Regions from separate parts of the Sus scrofa genome. Here region 1 is linked to region 2. A link is a contact called in public Hi-C data. All regions are on one chromosome and are shown on one strand. The core of a region is the stretch at or near the end of the contact, and the rest is flanking DNA. Distances in the headings are between cores, read along the strand shown.

Evidence for each region. A called contact is a pair of places that touch in the nucleus more often than the background predicts.
Region 1: a Hi-C map of liver shows a contact between it and region 2, with 19 times the contacts expected there. The contact joins two enhancer-like sites. A contact is called at or near these places in 1 of 5 promoter capture datasets (liver) and 5 of 47 Hi-C or Micro-C datasets (liver and skeletal muscle).

The regions. Positions count from the first base shown.
Region 1 is chr13:84,866,908-84,871,894 of Sscrofa11.1, reverse strand. No RefSeq gene overlaps it. Among named protein-coding and RNA genes, the nearest start is that of SLC9A9, 230 kb to the right of the region's middle. Within about 2 kb of position 2,849, at least 7 of the 83 cell types and tissues checked have an H3K27ac peak or open chromatin away from gene starts, as enhancers often do. A contact at or near this core is called in liver, where this site is marked.
Region 2 is chr13:84,750,056-84,755,624 of Sscrofa11.1, reverse strand. No RefSeq gene overlaps it. Among named protein-coding and RNA genes, the nearest start is that of SLC9A9, 120 kb to the right of the region's middle. Within about 2 kb of position 1,999, at least 2 of the 83 cell types and tissues checked have an H3K27ac peak or open chromatin away from gene starts, as enhancers often do. A contact at or near this core is called in liver, where this site is marked.

The sequences.
Region 1 (4,987 bases), core at 1,600-4,099, 120 kb before region 2:
CTATAGGACAGTCTTAGAAGAAGAATGAGGAAGGGCTAGGTAGTCATAGGATACATGCATTTAAGACACTGAGGGACACTGGCAACTGGTCCTGCAGAAGAGGGCTCACCTACTCCTATTTTTTCATTCTTACCCTCAACCCCTTCTACCCACATCCTTGTATTAACAACCCCACCTTTTTTTTTTTTTTTTTTTTTTTTTTTTTTTTGTCTTTTTGCCATTTCTTGGGTTGCTCCCGTGGCACTTGGAGGTTCCCAGGCTAGGGGTCGAATTGGAGCCATAGCCGCCGGCCTACACCAGAGCCACAGCAACGTGGGATCTAAGCTGTGCCTGCAACCTACCTACACCACAGCTCACAGCAACACCGGATCCTTAACCCACTGAGCAAGGCCAGAGATTGAACCCACAACCTCATGGTTCCTAGTCGGATTCGTTAACCACTGCCATGACAGGAACTCCTTGACAACCCTATGTTTTAAACATTTATCCTATTATCTGACACATTACAAATGCTCAAGAAATAATATTTTATGATGCAAAATTGATAAAGACTGATATATCCAGAAAAGATAAAAACATGAATTTGAAAAAATATATGCACCCCAATGTTCAAAGCAGCACTATTTACAATAGCCAAGATCTGGAAGCAACCTAAATGTCCATCAACAGATGAATAGATAAAGAGGATGTGATGCATATATACAATGGAATATTACTCAGCCATAAAAAGAATGAAATAATGTGATTTGCAGCAAGATGGATGGACCAAGAAATTATCATACTGAATGAAGTAAGTCAGACAAAGACAAATATAATACCACTTATATGTGGAAGCTAAAAAAAAAAGATACAAATTAACTTATTTACAAAACAGAAACAGACCCACAGACATAGAAAACAAACTTATGGTTACCTAAGGGGACAGGAGGAATGGAGGGATAAATTAGGAATTTGGGATTAACATATACACTCTACTATATATAAAATAAACAGGAGTTCCCATGGCTCAGCGGTTAATGAACCTGACTAGCATCCATGAGGATGCAGGTTCAATCCCTGGCCTCACTCAGTGGGTTAAGGATCTGGTGTCACCATGAGCTGTGGCGTAGGGTGGCGGTTACAGTTCTGACTGGAGCCCTAGTCTGGGAACCTCCATATGCTGCATGTGCAGCCCTAAAAAGGAAAAAAAAATTAATTAAAAAAAAAAAACCTCTGCTTGCATCACATTTATAAAATAAATAAATAAACAACAAGGACCTATTGTATAGCACAGGGAACTATATTCAATCAGTATCTTGTAATAACCTATAATACAATAGAATATGAAAAAATATATGTATACACACATGCATACATATGTGTAACTGTATCGCTTTGCCATATACCTGAAACTAGTACAATATTGTAAATCAATTATACTTCAATTTTTTAAAATTGATAACAGATTTTCAATTTATAATGCATCATGTTTTACTTTATGATTAACCGCAAAGGTCCTTGCTAAATGACTATGCATGTGAGTTCTTATTAGAATATTACTTGATATCACACTTATTATTAAATACCATGCTGTAACTCCCAAAATTCCCAGGGAACATTGGTAGAATGAGAAAGTCGGGGAGAATTGGAGGTTACCAACTAGGTCCACAATTTAGCACTAGCAGCAGAGCACACAAAAACACAAGTCCCTTCACATATTCCTCACATCTCCACAGCCAGGGGAGGTGATATACCAAATTAATTCTGAAGGCGAAAAATGAGTGTCACTGGGTGAATAAAATTGGGAAAAAAAGTATTAGCATGAAGGAACATCTGCTACCATCACAATGAAGTACTGGCACATAGACCATCTTAAAGTGACAATACCCACAACAATGAAATTAATGTGTGGACAGTAGACCCGGTAACTGCCTTTATGTACCTGTGCCCTCTTTAGCTGCTTGCTAACACCCTTAGCCCAGTCCTGTGAATCATTGGAATTGCTGCAAAAAATGCCAAAATAACCTCTGAGAAGCAGATGGTTACGAAGGCTTCTGTCCAGATGCCAAAACCCCATATGTTGCCAATCTGTGTTTCCAGCATGCACCATTATACTTAAAATTATATTTTTCCTTTTCCTGCCATGTTCACTCTACCATAATTAAGAAGGTTCTAATACTTTTCCAGAAAACAAGAAACATCACAGCCTGTTTGCCTTCCTTTTATAAATAGAAACGTGAAAAGCAAGTGTCAGACACCCCCAAACCTTCAACCTAAGCTGCAACTCGACTATTTGGGACTCACAGCAGTGGTCTTCGTGGAGTCTTTTTATAATTTTTTATTTCAACAGAGTCATTGTCTCCCCTGGACTCACCAAGCAACTCAGTATTGAAAAGTTTGCTCCTTAATTCTTTTCCAAGCCTAGCAAACCAATAAACAAAAAACCCAGTAGTTTCAGGAAAGAAACTAGTCATAGAATTTTTACTACCCAGAACCAGGAGGGTGAAATTAAGAGGCAAATTCTCTACTTTAGAGAAATACTTGGATTTCTCAAGCCAGCATTGTTGGCTAATACCCCACGTGCCATGATAGCAAAATGTTTGGCACCATCTCAGAGGTTGAGCTTTATGTACCAAAACAAAGCACTTTGATCAGCACCCAAGGTTACATGTTACAGGGACAACTAAAATATTTCCCAAACCCAGCTGACCCTCTGAGGAGCCCAGAGATACCATTGTTCAGAGGTCAGTCTTTCCAACCATCAGTTTTTCTATTGACTTGTTTACTTGCTCATGGACCAGAATGTCCACCCCCTCCAGGGTCTGGCACCATTAGATGTGGAAAATGTCCAAAATTTCACAACAAGTTGTCTATTTCTGCAACAGTCAATTTGGCATATTTACATGGTGTTCCAATGCAGGGCTTTGAAGCTACCAATCATTATAAACAGCATTCTCTCACATTTCCCTTATGCTATTTTCCTAGGAATCTATGCACCATACCTGGAAAGGAAATACCATTAAACGTCAACCTTTCAACAAATAAAAAGGAACTTAAATTACTTTCAGAAAATATTTTGGAGTTGTAGAACAACGTGTTCATTTTATTAGTAAATCTGAAACTTTTTTTTTGTCTGTTTGGTATGGGGTGGCATGATGTTTTTGAAAAACTCAGATTACACTGAGATATGTGAACCTGAATCAGCAATTTAAAAGTAAGTATGACATTTTAACTACATTTTAATGGTTAAACCATGGAAGTGATGCTGATTTATATCAAAATAACTTTTGAAGGTGTTTTTCTTGCCTGCAGCTATTTGGATACCTGACAAGAGGGAAATAGGAAAAGAGTGAGCAAAAAGAGAACGATGTTTTTCCGTTTCTGTTGTTTTGTTTTTGTTGTTTTAGGGCCACACCCAAGGCATATGGAAGTTCCCAGGCTAGAGGCTGAATTGGAGCTGTAGCTGCCAGCCTGCACCAAAGCCACAGCAGTGTGGGATCCAAGCAGCATCTGCAACCTACACCACAGCTCATGGCATTGCCAGATCCTTAACCCACTGAGCGAGGCCAGGGATCGAACCGGCATCCTCATGGATAATAGTCGAGTTCGTTACCGCCGAGTCATGAAAGGAACTCTTTTTTTTTTTTAACCAAGAAAAAAAAAAGTGAGTTGTGGGTTTGGAGTTTGTTTGTTTATTCAAATTAGTGTTGATAACTGTGTTGGAAAGATCTAAGTGTAATAGCCAATATTTGGACATGTCAGCATGCAGGGTTCTAGGTTTGCATTTGTTTCACAAAAAAGTTAAGATTAAGGATGAAAAATTAATGACAAAAACTGTAACATATAATTTCTATCTGCATGTATGCCTGCCCTCCCACTGTCACATGATTTATGTTTAAGTTCTGCTAGGACTCTTTAAAAAAAAAAGAAAGAAACTGAAAAATTCTGGAAGATTAGATGTAAACAACAAAATCTCAGAACTTTTTTTTTTTTTTTTGTCAGCCTTTCTTCTCCCCAAAGAGAGAGAGGAAAATTGCAGACATATAATTACTTTGAGAAGCTAACAATCATGAGTTAAAGGCAAAGTCTTCTTAAAACATGGAACTTAAGGGAGTTCTACTGTGGCTCAGAAGTAACGAACCAGACTGGTATCCATGAGGATTCAGGTTCGAACCTCAGCCTCACTCAGTGGGTTAAGGATCCAGCATTTCTGTGAGCTGTGGTGCAGGTCACAGATGAAGCTCAGATCTGGTGTTGCTGTGGCTGTGGTATAGGCTGGCAGCTGCAGCTCCGATTTGATCCCTAGCCTGGGAACTTCCATATGCTGCAGGAGTGGCCCTAAAAAGACCAAAAAATTTTTTAAAAAGTATAAAGAAAACACTGAACTTAAATATATTGGCCTCTATGCAGATAATGAAGAGCTAAAATAAGTCCAAGTATGGATGAACAAAAATTGAGATGGATAAATATTAAGTTCTTGTTAGAGAGTTGTGTTTTATTTATAGTAATTTTTTCATTGATTTTTGCTAATGACTTCCTAATAATTTTTCTTTCTTAAACTTAAATCTCCAACCACACTAAAATTTTTATGTCATAAAAACACTTGCCCCATGGCTATGAGCCTATGAACGGGCTATTTCTTCTGGGGAGAATGTGTGTTCCTTATAATCCCTAACACATAGAAAACTAGCCCACGGGGAAGTTTCTTGTTCAGATAGAATGAAAGAGAATCCCGGAGTTCCCATTGTGGCTCAGTGGAAACGAATCTGACTAGTATCTATGAGGACACAGGTTCGATCCCTGGCCTTACAGAGTGGGTTAAGGATTCAGTGTTGTTGCTGTGGTTGTGGCATAAGCTGGCAGCTACAGCTCTAATTCCACCCCAAGCCTGGGTACATCCATATCCCTTGGGTGTGGCCCTAAAAAGAAAAAAAAAAAGAATCCTGATACTAACCTAGATATGAGATTTTTTTTTAATATCATAAAGGTGGCAATTTAAATTAGTGGG
Region 2 (5,569 bases), core at 750-3,249:
CAAAAATTACTTATTAATTGCAAGGAAGAAAGAATAATTTTACAATGGGGAAAACTGGCAGATAACAATCAAGATACTTAATCAAGTGATCAAAGCGAAGATCGCCAGACATAGGACAATTTGAAATCATGCGCCTCCTGGTAGAATGTAATGAGAAGAACACAGTATCACATCCGAGAGAGCCCTGTCAAAGATGTCTGCATCTCACCATTTAAAAAAAAAAAAAAAGCAAAACCCACATTAAGGGGTATTCTACAGAGTAACTGACTTGCAGTCTTCAAATAATAAAGCTATGAAATTCGAGGGAAGACTGGAAACTATTCCAGACCGAAAGAAACTAAAAAGACATGACACCTTAATTCAACACCTGAGCCTGAACTGATCCTTTTTGCCATAATTACATTATTGGAACAACTGAAGAAACTCGAATGGGATCTCAGCATTAAATATTAACAATACATCGATGTTAACTTCCTGAATTTGATGGTTGTATCACAGCTATCTGTGAGGATGTTATTGACTGTGGGATTTATATTCTGAGGTGTTTGGAGGTGATGAAGCGTCAGATTGACAACTTACCTTCGAATAGTTCTGCAAAAACCAAGTTCTTTTATTGTACTTGTATCTTTTTGGTAAGTTTGAGAATGTTTCCAAATAAAAATGATTCAGAAAAAATAAAACCAAAACTTTTGGGTTTGGAAAGAACTGCACTGGTTGCCAATACTAGAGGTCCAATGTGACATCACAAACCCAATGTTCAGTCCCAGACTTCCGACTATGCCAGCAAGCAGGGGAGGAGGGTATCAGTATGCTAGCAAGCAGACCATCAAACAGCTGTTTTGAATCACACCCAACAAGGCAAAGTGCCTGGAGCATGAGGAGTCGTTTCCCAGGTAGGTCAAGCAGGAATCAAAGCTCTATCCCTGCATGCCACTCAATGTTGACTCTTGCAGTTTAAGGAAAACTTTGTTATAGGAGCAAAACAGTAGCCAAGTTAGCCCAACAAGATAGAAAACAAGGCACAAAATAACATTTGGCAGAAGAACACAAGCGGTGAGACTCAGAGTCCCAGACCATTCCTTCACATCTCTCTCCCCCTCTGTTCATTCTTTTTAATAGCAAAAAACTGGGAGGGATGCTTAAATGTCCATCAATGGGTGATGTGCTTAAACTGTGGTACAGTCATACAATGAAATACTTCCCAACTAGAGTTGAACTTTTATTGATTGAGTGAATGATTGATTGATTACTTTTTAGGGCTGCACCCACAGCATGGAAGTTCCCCGGCCTGGGGGCGAATCAGAGCTGCAGGTGCCAACCTACACCACAGCCACAACAAGCTCAGATCAGAGCCACGTCTGTGACCTACATCACAGCTCACGGCAATGCCGGATTCTTAACACTCTGGGCGAGGCCAGGGATCAAACCCACATCCTCATGGATACCAGTTGGGTTTGTTACCTCTGAGCCACGATGGGAACTCCAAGACCTATACTTTTAAAAACAATGTTTTAGTAAAAGTGATGAAACCTCTACTTCCTATAGCCTGATTTTATCCTAAAGACTGGAAGTCAGCTCCATGAGGATGGGGACTGCTGAATCCCAGCTACTTGACAAAGAACTGGCACTTGAAAATATTTGCAGAAAGATGGAGGGAAGAAAGAGGGAGGAAGGAGAAAAGGGCTAACAAACAGGGTCCTAGGACTGAACCTACAGGTGGAGGGTAAGAACACAAAGCAATAGAACCTATACGGCTGCAGAGGAGAAAAGAGAAGCTTCATCCTTACATTTAGCTTTCTTCATTTAGGTACCAGAGATTGCCTGAGCCCAGCCTATTTTAAAGATAGGCAGTGAGCTAAGGTGTAAGTATTTCACCACTGCAGGTAATCCTTGTGCCCTGCCTTAAGCAATTTCCAATGACACAGATATAGTAAGGTCGTGTACACATCGACATGGATCAGTTCATTGAATTAGAGGTCAAGTGGCAGAGAACCAAAACAAGCCTCTGTGTGAAATGAGACAACAATGTCCTGCACACCGAGGGGCACTCTCTGTGGACCCTGACAGCTCCTGCGGCAGCAGGGGGTGACGTCAAGGGTGGGAGGTGTTACTGAAAGCAGCAATTGGTTTTGTCTGGGACCAGGCAGTGCCTGTAACTCAGGCACCTCGTCTGTCAGGAGACTCAGACTTTCACAGTTTTGTCATGAAAGCAGCAGTCGTATGAGCTGCGCTGCTGATCACTTTCCAGTTTTGCTCCTTCAATGATTTCAACCTTTCCCCAGCATATCTCATTGCTTCACTTCCTTTCCTTCCTTCATGCTCCACCTTGTCCTTCCAATTAATTTTCAAAGGTCTGGTCTGATATCTCTTACTTCGAAATAGTGTCTGAAGTAATATCCAACATAATTCTGCAATCAAATCACACAAGCAGAAAACTCAGAATTTGGGGAGAAACTTCAAGAAGCACAGAAATCAGTACTCTGTTTCAAAGTGGCACTTTAGGAGTTCCCACTGTGGCACATCTGGTTAAGGATCCAGTGTTGTCTCTGTAGCAATGCAGGTTCCATTCCCCGGCCCAGCCTAGTGGGTTAAGGATCCCGTGCTGCTGCAGCTGTGACATAGGTCGCAGCTGTGGCTTGGATTTGATCTCTAGCCCAGGAACTTCCATATGCCATGAATGTGGCCATTAAAAAAAATAATAAGTGGCACTTTAAAAGGTATAGCATCTTCTATTTGTATAGCTCTTTACACATTACAAACACTCCCCCATGTTGATCTCATCCAATCTCTTTGAATCTTACAGGTACTGTCCTCTAGAAGCTGAAACTCAGAGAAAGAAGATAATACAAAATATTTAAGATTGAACGGGGTGTTTACACTGTGCAGACACTGCTCTTGGTGTTTAGATGTGTGAACCCACTTAATGCTCATGACAACCCTGGCAGGAAGGTATAGTTATTATTCCATGAGGGGATGGGTGACCCCAATGGCTTAGTCAAGCTCTCACAAGCATGCAAAGGAAGCGGTAAGAAAGCAGGGGTATGGACCCCAGACAGGCCATTTTTGTCTTTTGATGATACCTTTGGTCAGGTGAGTTTAAGGGAGAAAATGCTTTGAGGTTGACATATCAATGCACGTGATAGTGTCTGCCAAAGAAACTTCTGACTGCATCATGTTTCATGCTGAATAGGAAGAAGGATTCAGAGTATACAATAGAGACACTACAAGTTTTGCATTGATAAATGTCTACCATGATTGGGAAAAAAGTCTTGAACCAATATACGTTGTTAATTTTACCACTTTTTTAAGTTTCACTATTATTAAACCATGTTCATATTTTAAAAAGGCTTGTCCTCTGTGCTCATCTGCCCTCCTCTGCAGGAGTGGCAAAAGCCATTCTGTTGATGCCAGGACTTTTTACCATCCGTTGGTCCAGATCATTACTACTGTTAGTGATGGCACTGAAGTAGTGGGCATGTTTGCATTTTAATAAAGATAGGTGATTTATAATCTTGTCTTTCTGAACTTTAATATACTAAAACTACACATACACACATAAGCACACACACACACAATTTACTTACATTAACTGACTACAGTGTTGATTTTTTTTTTTTTTTTTTTTTTTTTTAGGGCTGCACCTTCAGCATATGGAAGTTCCAGGGCTTGGGGTTGAATTGGAGCTGCAGCTGCTGGCCTACACTACAGCCATGCCAGATATGAGCCACATCTGTGACTTACCCCACAGCTTATGGCAACGCTGGATCCTCAACCCACTGAGCAAGGCCAGGGACCAAACTCGCATCCTCCTAGACACTATGTTGGGTTCTTAACCCTTGGAGCCACAACAGGAACTCCCAACAGTGTTTTTTGATAACTCAAAAAAAGACATACTAATTACACTTTGGAGCAAAGGGTACTGTGTGTTTTCTCAACTCTGCTTAAAATAGGCTCCTCGAAAGAGATGCATGAGATGGAGCCTGAGTGAAGTGGCTGTGAGGCAGATGCCTGAGAAAGTAAAATATCAAGACATGCTCCTTTTGCTTCTATTATTATGTGCCAAACTCTGATAACTATGAAAAATGTCCTTTTTGAGAATATTTCCCTCAGGGAGCTTACATTGTCAAGGAGACAAGCCCTACAGACATAAAATAATTAGAGAACCCAAGCGCAGAAGTGTGTGGTACTGACAAGTGATTCTCATCCTGGGCATGAAGATCTAGGGCCATGTACAACTTACTGCAGACAACCTCTGTAGCGGGATACAGGATCCTTTTTCACATGTGTGTGTGTGGGTGTGTGGGTGTGTGTGTAGGTCAGAAGGAAGGTATATGATTATGTAATTGTGATCATAGTTTTAATCACTATCAATTGAGAATATACATATATGTGAAGATGGATTCAAGAATACCTCAGAATAAGAATGCAGCTCCCCATGGGTGTAGGACCTTCATGATTTAAGAAAAAAAAAAAAAGCAGAAAAATGAGTCAGGAAAGATGGGAGAGTGTAGAACTTATGAAAGACAAGAACTAGTGAACTGGGGATTGAAAGAAGAGCAGGAGATGTTGAAAGCAGAGGGAACACGGAGCAAGGCTCAGATGCAGGCAGGAATTTTGAACTGGGGGCCTGCAGGTAGTAATGTCACCTTCAAACTCTACTATGTTCATGGCTCTCTCTTCTCATAATCTACTATAATTAGGCACGAACCTATCTTGAATGGAATGGTTCCTTGTAATTTCATGGCCAAATGCATCATGAAAGCACTTCAGTTGCTATTTTTTTCTTTGCAATGTTTCTAGGCCACTTAGGTAATTCATAGTAGAGATGTACGGACCAGGCCAGATCATCTTTAACACATTCTCTACAATCTTAGTGGTAGAGATTCTAAAGTGAAAACTCTAAAATGCCATATACAGATTTCAATAACAACTCAAAGACAAAAAAATGTACACATCTAAGATTCTTTTTCATATGCTCTGGTTAAATGGATCTTGCCATGTCTGGCATGTTTAGCTCTGGAGGGGCACAAAGGCAGCATTCCATCACACACCTGGGTAAGCTGCCTAGTTACTGTACCATTGTCCTGAGAAGTACCTGTGATTATTTCTGATTTTCCAAAGAACATGAAACATAGTGGAAGGAATGATTCTTAGAACACAGGGCAAACATTTTAGCTTTATAGCTTGACATCTGAGATTACACAGAGACAACATTCAGTTTCCTGTAGCCTCAGGCTCATAATATTTTATATCCTAAAAAGTCTCATGTTATTTCCAAGCTTCAAGACAAGAGTCCTGAAGAGAAAAAGAGATGTTAGACTCTTTCTGGTATCTCAAGTGATCCAGATAAATAAAAGCAGAGCTAGAAATGGAGGAATTAAGTTGTTTCACAGGAGAAAGTAGACTGGGAGAGGAGGGTGTATCAATCAACTACTTTTGTAATGATTCAGCATAACAAAGTACCCTAAAATTCAGGAGGCTACAACATAATCATTGCTTTTTATTATGCAAAGATCTTTAGTCTTGCAGGCATGACCTAAGAATGCTCTGGGCTGACTCTAGAATGCTC